Regions from separate parts of the Mus musculus genome. Here regions 1 and 3 are each linked to region 2. The links are chromatin contacts, called in public HiChIP or PLAC-seq and promoter capture Hi-C maps. All regions are on one chromosome and are shown on one strand. The core of a region is the stretch at or near the end of the contact, and the rest is flanking DNA. Distances in the headings are between cores, read along the strand shown.

Region 1 (3,349 bases), core at 171-2,670, 160 kb before region 2:
CTCCCATTGTTTGAGGTATTCAACTGTGGCAAGGGAGTTGTCTAACATTCATCTCCTAACTTGTCTACCAGGATAGGACTTGTCTAACATTCTTGTCCTAACATGTCAACCAGGGTGTCACTTACACACGTGCATGTCTCTTTCTGTAGAGCAGATGTCAGTTTCCAGGGAGATCTTAAGAACTTAAACTTTAGCCGGGCGTGGTGGTGCACGCCTTTAATCCCAGCACTCGGGAGGCAGAGGCAGGTGGATTTCTGAGTTCGAGGTCTACAGAGTGAGTTCCAGGACAGCCAGAGCTACACAGAGGAAACCTTGTCTCGGAAAAAAAAAAAAATCTATGTCAGGTTCTAACCCAGGGGCAGCTTGTACCATAACAACTAATACACAGGTACAGGAAGTGCTGTTGAGTGGTTGGTTTGGGTCCGAGCTTATTGTGGGTAACTATACAAAACAATTATATTGGTTTCCAAGGGCACAGAACATAAGAGAACATGCAATCAATCTTGGCATTAGAAACTTTTCTAGTAACAGCAAAAACATGAAAAAGTTTCCTTAAAATGGCAGGCTAACCAAGCAATGTTAGCCTAGGATTCCCCCCCCCCCCCCAGGCAGGGTTTCTCTGTGTAGCCCTGGCTGTCCTGGAACTCACTCTAGACCAGGCTCCAGGCTGGCCTCGAACACAGAAATCTGCCTGCCTCTGCCTCCCAAGTGCTGGGGTTAAAGCCATACCTAGGCTTTCACATTCCATCTAGGCCTTAATATTTTACCAAGGCTTTGTCACTGACTGCTCAAGTTCTGCCTGCAGTGTTAGCACTATCAGCTAAAAACAATAGAGGGCATCGGGAGAAAAATAAAAATTGTTCATTCTTGAAGTGGACTAGGTGTCTTGTGTCTCTGTCTACATCCTCCTCCTATCCAGATCCCCGAGACACCGGTGGCTGTGCTTGCTACGGCACCTGAATTCATTGGAAAGCCATGCAAACAGTCTATGGAGCCTTGGCTGGTTTAGAACACAATAAGTAGACCAATTTGACCTTGAATTTGCTTCAACCCTCCTGCCTTGGCTTCCCTTGAGATTGCAAGAAGCTGGGTAGGTAAGCCACCTCACCCAGCTTCTAATAAATCTAAATTCTAACCATCTTTAAGCCTAGCCCCAAAGCCAAACCTCCCAGTGTCTTCCTTAAGCTTGGATCTGTATTAGACCCTTGGCCAGTGGTACTTACTTTGAGACACCCCCTAGTGAGAAACTGAGATGCGGATCAATGGAAAAGCAAGAGGGTTATTTTCCGGCCTGTCAGGGTCAACCTTCAATTAATCTCTCAAGAGGAATGACTAGAAGGTGACCTTGAATGGCTATTACAAGCAGTTTTTATATTTTCAGGGACAGGTTACATCAGCAAGGTTACAGTCCAAACTTACTGGCTAAGCATACTGACCTTTAAATCTGTTGGCTCTATTTGAACTCTACCTGGTACTTTCCAGAGGGTCAGGTAATTATCAGTCAGTACATTCTGAGAATTTTTTACTCAAGAATGTTCCTGTGGGTGGAGAATGGAACTCGGCCTAGCCTTGACCCCAGGCAGGAGGGGGAAGCTGTAAGGAGGGTGTGGGACTGGAAAAGCCTTTAGAGTCCCTCAATTCCATCACATATTTAAACTCAAATGTTTTTAAATTTTTGGTAAATTTGTCTTGCTGTATTACTTTGTTTCATGATTGTGATTTTGTAAGACCCCTAAAGCTGGGCCTCCGCTCAAGTCCCAGGATGAGCTGGCCAGCACCCCAGTGTCCCAAAAGAAAACCACACCTGATGCAAACTGCAAGAGCTTTTATAATCAGCTTACTGAGGACGAAGTTCCTCCACCATGCAGGGCAGGGGAGTTTGACCCCTAGGGGGCTTTTAACAGCTAGCTGAGGAATTGGGAGGAGTTGGGAAGAGTTGGGAGGAGTTGGAAGGAGAGTTCTTCTTTTCTGGGTGTCCTTGGTGAAATTTACAAGGCAGGAGTGGGGAGTGAGTTCTTTCTGAATTTTTATCTCCGTGTCCTCGGCACACGAAGGCAGGCATCTCTGGTTGTAAAGTATAGAAACAAAAAGGCTTTTTGCTGGCTATAGAGAACAAAGAGCTTCTTTCTGGCTGTATTTTTAAAGATCAGGGAAAACAAGCTTGGGGAACGTCCAGGGGCTTTACCTTCCAGGGAGAAACGCTCGGGGTCCCACAATTTCAACTTAAAGGGGTTGCACTGGTGCTGTTTGTATTCTGATGTTAATTCTGCTTCCTTCAAGAGAAGGCTGCCTGCTCTAGGAGTGTATCCGGTACTCAGGTGATTTCATGGGAACCTTCTCCCCATTCTAACTGGTCCAATAAAGGCTAGAGCCTGTGGTTGGGCAGTGGAAGGGAAAGGTGGGGCTGGAGGTTTTAAAGAGAAAGGGAAGAGAGGAAGAGGGGGAAGGCAGAGGAAGATGGAGGGAGAGGAGAGGAAATGAAGGTGGAGCAGAACCACGTGGTCTGGAGAAGCTGCAAGTAGCCAGAGATCATGTAGCTGGGAATAGAGTAGAGCAGTGGTGAATCTGCCCAGGCTAGGTGTGCGGCTTGTAAATATTATACCCGAGTTGTGTGGTTTTGCATGGGCATATTGGGGTTGGAGATTTACCACGACATTATAGCATTTTAAATTATATACTTCTGTATGCTACTTTTGGATACATACTATGTGACATGTTTACGTAAAAAGGTGCCCCAAACTGCTTCTCTTTGTATCGGTTCTTGCACAACTGAAGTCCCATTACCAAGAAGCAGAGGCTGGACAACCTACTCCACATAATGAGTTCTAGGCCACCCAGGGCTAAATTGTGAGAGGACTTCCAAATAAATAAATTAATTAAAAGGAGTTCTCATAGGAAATCAGTTCAAATTATTTTTAGTTGACAGGACTTAAATCTTGAATGGAGAAATTAAATTAATTTTGTTGGTAAGATGAAGCCATCAGCCTCTCACCTGTGGTGTGTTTAGTTCCACAGCTCACATAGCTGCCTGGGCTTCCAACAACAGAGATGAAGTAGGGCTAAGAAAAGTGATTTCAGGCCCAGGGCCAAACCCAGGCAATGGCTTCGCTCTGCGCTTGGAAGCAGGTGAATCTTGTTTATTGATCTGTGGCCTGGCAACTATCCTGCGATCATCTGTTAACTTGACATGTCCAATTCACTTTTACTGGGTTTTCTTAATGGCTGAGAAATCTGCAAAGGAAAATAGATTGACTTCTTTCCACTGTGGTTGTCGTTTATGTCTTCTTACCCACCTGTCAAACATCTCCAACAACAAAAAATAAACTCAAGCTTTGGTTTGTTTGTTTGT
Region 2 (3,359 bases), core at 294-2,793:
CTACCTAAGGAGGTGAGGCCTGGGAGGGTAGGTGTGGAACATGGGTTAGGTTTTCCTGCTGTAAAATCTAGTCTGCAGTCCAGGCATTGGAGCAATTTAGACAATAAGAACTGTTCCTAATGGGTATTATGTACCTGGGTGGCAAACACTGACTAGGTCTATGTAAATTAGTAGGCCAGGCCTCAACTGCTGTGCTGCCTGCCTCTCCAGGAAGAGCGGCTTTGACCCTGTCTGCTGGACCCAGGCTCCAGCCTCTGCCTGTTTGGGAGTGCTTGTGGGAAGTTGGGGAAAGGTCAGTGGACATGGTTTAGCTATTGCCTGGAACCAATTAGGAATTTGGGGAAGCTGCTGTGTCTCGTGTCACTGGCTTTGTCCAACAAGGTCACCTGCCAGGGAAGGCAGGAGTCCAGGCAGGGCAGAGTCCAAGAATGACTTGATATTTATGACACTTTGTCTTTGAGGTAGCATGACTGATCCCAAGTGGTCATTCCAACCTTTGTCCTCCTTTCTCCTGCGCCAGGGGAAAGGCAACGTGAAGGGACGGAACTGTGGAAAGATGGGTGGGGACTAGTGTCCTGCCCTCCTTTACCACCTTTAGTTCGGGATCTTTGGTCCCACCACCAAGTTCCCAGGGATGTGAGTTGGCTCATTCGGTGCTTGCCTCCAAGCCTTGCATGTGAGCCCCCAGACCCATATGGCAGCAGGAGAGTACTGACTCCAGCAGGCTGTCCTCTGGGCTCCCCACACACGCCATTTTGTACACCCTTGGCCAAATAAATGAAATGTTAAAAAAAAAAAAAAAAAAAAAAGAGGAGCATCAGGTGGGCTAGCCTGTGGCAGTGTCTCTCAACATAGACCTGGACTTAAGTAATGAGGGTTAGGATGGTGTCTCCCCTCCACTGTGTGTGCACGGGACAACGTAGGAAAAGACAACAGGTAAACAAAACAGAACCAAACCGTTCAGGATCTTTGTTTTCGGCTGTTTCCTCCCTAGCTACAGTCGCTGGCTGTAGAACTGTGGGAAACCCCAGGGACAAGTCTCCTGGCCCCGCCCTTCCCTCACCTCGGAGAGCTAGAAAAGGAAACACATCAATCACCACAAATTGCTCAATAACTCTGGAATGTTCGCTTCTATTCCTGTTCCCGGCTCTGCTTTCTTGGCTGGGCTTCTATCCCAACACTTGCTACCACATTTAAACGAGGCCTTGAAGGCGCTTCTCCTCCATGGAGTCTAAGCCCCTCTTTGCCCTGTACAATGGGGTCAGAAATACCTGACCTTGGATTTCGGTTCTCTAACCCACGATGCTGTAGGAAATTCGGTCGGCCTGTCTAAAAGCGATTGGGAAGCTTATTGGACGCTTCTCACACAGTCCATCCTTAGACTATGAAATGCTCAGTGGGGCCTCCCGTGGTAGCACGGCAGATGTCTCTGCAGGTCTCCTTACTCTGTTTCTATACTGGACACGCAACTTACTCGTGGCTGTGGCATGGCAAGTGCATGCAACCAATCAGCTCGAGGAAGCCTTCCTTAGAAGCCAATCAGAGGCCAGGGAAGTGACCTCACCCAAGGGAGCGCTGTGTGGGCGAGGAAGCCTCTCTTAGAGCTGAGTGTCCCTAAATCACTCCCTTCCTCCCCACCCTCCTTACTTCCTGGAAGATAACACCGCCTACCCCCTCCCCAAAGTGGAGTGAGAAAGGCTAACTTAATTCCACAAAGGAAAGAACAACAAAAAAGAAGGAGCTGCAAGCCACACCCCGGCTGTCTGTAGAGAACAGTATATTTAGGGAGATCCTAAATATGCCTTTCAAAGTGGGCTCTCCAGGTCCTGGAAGACGGTAAGCTGAAAGCAGTGAGTCACTCCTCTCTCCCGGCCCCTGGCTTTCTGGACTCCCTGCACAAAAATAGCTGCAATCACTCTTTGTAAATAAGGACACCATCAAGGTCAAGTGTGAGAAAGGAGAGGGCTGGTGTCCTGGTAAATGTGCCTGACTATGCAGGCTCATGTCCCTGTGCTGCTGGAGGCCAAAGGCTAGGGTAGTCTGTGGGCGAGCCTATGCTTTCCCCAGCGCTGCTTTCAGACAGCATTGCAGATGAGTTCCTGAATGTCCTCCAAGGGAGAGCTGAGAAGTAAAGGTCAAGGGTCAAGGCGGTCACACACACACACACACACACCCGTGTCACACTGGACACGCAGAGATTTGACACTGGTGGCACAGACCTGGGACCACAGCTAGGGAGGCTGAGACAGTTTCAGGCCTGTTTGGGCTACAGGGTTAAGTTCAAAGCCAACTTAGGCAACTTAGCAAAAGCTCTGCCTAAAAATTCTAAAGCAAATATATAAAAAGAGATGGGGGCATGGCTGAGTGATGGAACACCCGTTTAGCATTTGCATGGCTGTAAATTCAGTCCTCTGAAAGGGGGCGTGGCAGGGGTAAGAATGGCTTGACTGGACACCCCCTCAGCCTTGCCTCCGGCCCTTTCCCAGTACACATCACTCTGTTAGACATGTTAGACAGATACAAACATTTTATTTAAAAGTACAAAACAGGCCTTACTCCTCTTGACTGTTCCCACCCCAAGTCTCCCCTAAACTGTCAACGGCTGCGCATCACAGCCCCCAGGGATCACACAGGTCACCTGGATTCTAACCAATTTTTTCTCAACAGAAGTAAATGCTAGTAAGTCTGCTGTGGTGGCGCGTCCCTGTAATCCCAAGGCTTGGGGGGGTGGGGGGGGGTCCAAAATTCAAGGCCAGCCTCAGCTACATACCGAGTTCCAGGCCAGCTTGAGCTACATGAGATCTTCTCTCAAAAAACAATAACAAAGCTGGGCATGGTGGCGAATGCCTTTAATCCCAGCACTTGGGAGGCAGAGGCAGAGGCAGAGGCAGGCGGATTTCTGAGTTTGAGGCCAGCCTGGTCTACAGAGTGAGTTCCAGGACAGCCAGGGCTACACAGAGAAACCTGTCTGGAAAAAACAAACCAAGCCAACCAACCAAAACAAAACAAAACAAATAACAAAAATAGGAAAACCCCTAAGTACATAGGGATATTTAGTTCCTGTATCTCAAATCAAGAATGATATATGGGCCCAGGTTTTCAGTCTATGGCCCAGGTTTTCAGTCTATGCCCAGGTTTTTCAGTATATGGCCTCATCCATATTGTCATCGCTGTCCCCTCCAAAGTCCTCTCCATTGTCAAAATATGACATGATGTAATCAGTTTCCTGAAATGTAAAAAGAAGCAAAGATCAGGGGTGATGTCAGAGTTTTCTTCTCTTTGTCTCCAGGCTCTTTCTTCTCACACACACCTTTCCAGGTCTGGGACACCTCTACCTGCTGTTACATTCATTCCTTTTC
Region 3 (3,585 bases), core at 578-3,077, 160 kb after region 2:
GCAGGGCCAGCAGCTTCTTTATTTACAGAGTGTCTTATAGATAGCAGCAAGTTTCAGTAGTAGTCAGGCAGAAGCATTGGCAAGTGGCACCCCAATGTTACAGGTCTGAATGCCAGCTTGGGTATTGGAATCCTTGGCTCTTTTCAGAAGGCCATTGTTATAGAACTCAGATATCTGAGATTGGCCTTGGAGACTTCACAGCTCTCTGGAACTTTATGGTGACTGACACCTGCAGGTTTTCTCTCTGCTTCCTTAATAACCATTACCAGCTTCCTGCTCTCCTGTGGTCTCTGTTTCCACTTCCCTTCCTTCTACCTTGGCTCCTCTTAAACTGTTGCCACTGTTAGGAACCAACAGGTAGACAGCCAGGATGCATGAAGGGCAGTCCTGGGTACATATAGAGAATTGTCTAGGAACTGGTACTGTGTGCAGCCAAGATTGCATAGGTGCAGGTATCCCCTCCTACCAAGGCAGGATCTTGTAATTGAATGAGATCCCCAACAGAATCCCATGGGCAGCACAATGTGAATGCAGGTCTGTGGGTGCAGCCAGTGGTTCTGAGATCTCTTTAGGCAGGTGCTTCTTTGCCAGGGCCTCTGTCTCTGCTGTTTCTTCAGCTATTAAATGGTTGTGGGTGTTTTGTACTGGAAAGCCAGACTCAGTGTGCTCAGAAACCAGGTATTGGTCCTATTTAAGCAGACTGTACAGGAACCCAGGATTGGGGATCAGAAGCTGCTTGGAGCTGAGAGGTTTAAGGTTAAGGTCAACCTGGAAGTACAGACAGCACCCAGGTACAAGTTGCACTTCAGGCCCAGTGCCATGATTGTGTTGGTGCAGCTGCCAAGTACTGTGCAACTCTCAGTGTACCCATGGATTGGCTTTGTCCATGGCTGCTTGCCCCTGCTGCATTTCTGTTTCCAGCTGAGCTTGTCCATGCAGTAGAACTCGTTTTTAGGCCTTACATTGGAATACTAGAGGAGGTAGCACAGGAAGGTTCTTAGCAGACTCTGAGTGAACCTGAGCCCCTGTTGTCTATAGTCTGTAGGCTAGGAGATGGTGTTTTCATTGTCACACTGTTTGTTTGGCAGTCCACCTTTCCTCCCACACTAATCAGTCACTGATGCTTTTGTTTTGACCCAATCATCAGTTGTAGTACTGTTTGACTGACAGTGCTTTGCTCAAGGCAACTTAAAGAGAGTGTAAGAATGACTAATTAGTGAGTCAGAGTGTCCTGTCATTAGTGTTCTTGTTATTTTCAGGAAACCAAACATAAGGAAGAGTGCTTACAATATAAACTTAGAGAATTTAGGACTAGCAGCAGTCACAACAGATTTTGAAAGTATTTGACAATGCTCTGTACCTGCCTAGTGCCCAGAGAGAAGTAGGTCTGTCTTAGGAATGGAGCTGCGTAATCTTAATTGAAAGGAAGTACATGGACACTGTAAGGAAAGAGCTTTAAAAAGGAAGGAAGGAAGGACCCTTATCAAAGTAGAAATATTTCAGATTATTCTTAGAGTTTCCAATATGTAAGTTGAGGTTAAAGGCCAAAAGATTTATATAATTCTTTTCTTAATTTGTTGGTAGCTCAAAAGTTTTTTTTTTTTGAAAAGATTTTAAAATTACATTTACTTACTTATTGTGTGTGTATTATACCCTTTGTTTTTCTATTTAAATTTATTTAGTTTATGTGTGTGAGTGTAGTGCATATGTATGTGTGCCATGTGTGTGATTGGTGCTTGCAGAGGTCAGAAGAAGGCATCAGATCCTCTGGAACCTGAGTTAGGAATGTCTGTGAACCATGTGCATGAAGTACCCATGACTGCCAGAAGAAGGCATCTGATCCCTTGGGACTGGAGTTACAGATGGGTTCACTAGGAATCCAAGCTGAGGGTTTCTGGAAGAGCAGCCAGTGTTCTTAACTGCTGAGCTCTCTCTCCAGCTCCTTGATGTAGGGCAGGCTGATCTCAGACTAGCGGGAATCATTGTTGCCTAGAACTAGAATTCTAGGTGTTTACCACCATAATGCTTTGATATGCACCTACACAGTGAAATGATAACCAGTCCTGCTTTGAGTAGTTTCAGATTCCTTACTTTTGATAGCTTAGGCTGTTCAGAAACATGGTTCAATTCTTATTTTGTGGTAAAGTACCTAAAATGGGGATATTCAGAAAAGTTCATTTTGTGTGCTTTTACTTCCCTAACTTCTATAGTATATTTAAAAGTGTGCTTTTATAGAACATATTTTTTGTTTGTTTTGAGACAGTGTCTCATTAAGTAGTTCTGGCTGTCCTTAACTTGTTATGAAGACCATGCTGTCCTTAAACTCACAAAGATCTGCATGTAGCCTCCCAAGTGCTGGGATTAAAGACTGTGCTACCATACCTTTAAAGAGTAAAATTTACTCTGAAAAATGTCATATGTATATAACATGTGTTTTGGGCATATTTGTTTTTGTTATTAAAATTTTTTAAATTTTTTTCTGAGATAGACTTTCTCTGTGTAGTCCTGGCTGTCCTGAAACTCACTCTGTGAAGTACAGGCTGGCTTTCAACTCACAGAGGGCCGTCTGCCTCTGTCTTCCAAGTGCTGTGGTTGCATGTGTGGGGGTATCTTGCCTGCATATATGTATATGCATTGCTTGTGTGCCTGGTGTCCAGGGAGGCCAAAAGAAGGCATTGGATCTCCTGGAACTGGAGTTACAAATAGTTATTAGCTGCTGTGTTGATGCTGGAAATTGAACATGGCTCCTCTGGAAGAGCAGCCAGTGTTCTTAACTGCTGAGCCATCTTTCCAGTCCTCATGTATAATGCATTTTGATTTTATCCACCAACTACTACTTCCCTCCTACTTCCTCCAGGACCCTTTCATCTGATCTCCCTCTAACTTCATGTTTTCTTTTATTATTTTTAGTGGTAGTGCAGTTAGTGTTGACCATATGGTCATTAGTGTGGGCCATTCACTGGGGCATGGGCAACCTACTAGCAGCCACATCCTCAAAAAAAAGTGACTTTCTCCTCAGCTGCTGTCAATTGCCAGTGGTTCCCCACCTCAGAGTTGGACCTCAGGAGTTCTTCCCTAGTCTATGCTGGAATTAAAAAAAAAAAAAGATATATATGTTTAATATATAAATTTTAAATGTGTATGAGTATTTTGTCTGCATGCCTGTGTAGAGGTCAGAAGAGAGTGTTAGATCCTCTGGAACTGGAATTATAGAGGGTGATAAGCCACCAGGTAGGTGCTGGGAGCCAAACCCATATCCTCTGTAAGAGCAGTGTGTGCTCTTAACCACTGAGCCATCGCTCCAGCCCCCAAGATGGAATTTTGACTGGCTTGGTCTTGTACTGGTTTTGTACACAATCACAGCTGCTATGAAGTAGGCATATTGTTAGAGTTGGTGTGTTGTTGATGTTATATGTAGAAGACAGCATTTCTCAGCTTTCCCCTTCCCATGTTCTCTCTCATCTGCTCACTCTTCCTCCTTGTTCTCTGAGCCTTGGATGGAAGAAGCTGACATTCGAGAGCAGCACAACTCTGTGGGTATAAACAACACCTATAGGTTCTTCCCAACTGCCATATCTCTAGTCT

Evidence for each region. HiChIP or PLAC-seq counts read pairs in DNA pulled down with a chosen protein or histone mark. Capture Hi-C pulls out chosen DNA fragments and counts their contacts.
Region 1: an H3K27ac HiChIP or PLAC-seq map of embryonic stem cells shows a contact between it and region 2, with 13 read pairs. The contact joins two enhancer-like sites. A contact is called at or near these places in 4 of 39 promoter capture datasets (the HPC-7 cell line, cranial neural crest, hematopoietic stem and progenitor cells and 1 more), 1 of 15 datasets of contacts at CTCF or cohesin (embryonic stem cells) and 4 of 115 datasets of contacts at active chromatin or transcription factors (embryonic stem cells, microglia and stem cell-derived neural progenitor cells).
Region 3: a promoter capture Hi-C map of adipose tissue shows a contact between it and region 2. The contact joins two enhancer-like sites. A contact is called at or near these places in 2 of 39 promoter capture datasets (the HPC-7 cell line and hippocampal neurons), 1 of 484 Hi-C or Micro-C datasets (embryonic stem cells), 2 of 115 datasets of contacts at active chromatin or transcription factors (embryonic stem cells and microglia) and 2 of 9 other capture datasets (adipose tissue and pancreatic islet).

Annotation. Positions count from the first base shown.
Region 1 is chr3:96,416,766-96,420,114 of GRCm38.p6, forward strand. No RefSeq gene overlaps it. Among named protein-coding and RNA genes, the nearest start is that of Gm24136, 4.3 kb to the right of the region's middle. Within about 2 kb of position 1,421, at least 18 of the 459 cell types and tissues checked have an H3K27ac peak or open chromatin away from gene starts, as enhancers often do. A contact at or near this core is called in embryonic stem cells, where this site is marked.
Region 2 is chr3:96,575,363-96,578,721 of GRCm38.p6, forward strand. Polr3gl (polymerase (RNA) III (DNA directed) polypeptide G like) reads right to left here. Exons shown (of 8, transcript NM_027241.4): 8 at 2,510-3,226. The coding sequence ends at 3,140. Among named protein-coding and RNA genes, the nearest start is that of Gm15441, 10 kb to the left of the region's middle. Within about 2 kb of position 1,544, at least 381 of the 459 cell types and tissues checked have an H3K27ac peak or open chromatin away from gene starts, as enhancers often do. A contact at or near this core is called in adipose tissue and embryonic stem cells, where this site is marked.
Region 3 is chr3:96,736,359-96,739,943 of GRCm38.p6, forward strand. The region is part of intron 1 of Rnf115 (ring finger protein 115); the gene reads left to right. Among named protein-coding and RNA genes, the nearest start is that of Rnf115, 11 kb to the left of the region's middle. Within about 2 kb of position 1,828, at least 23 of the 459 cell types and tissues checked have an H3K27ac peak or open chromatin away from gene starts, as enhancers often do. A contact at or near this core is called in adipose tissue, where this site is marked.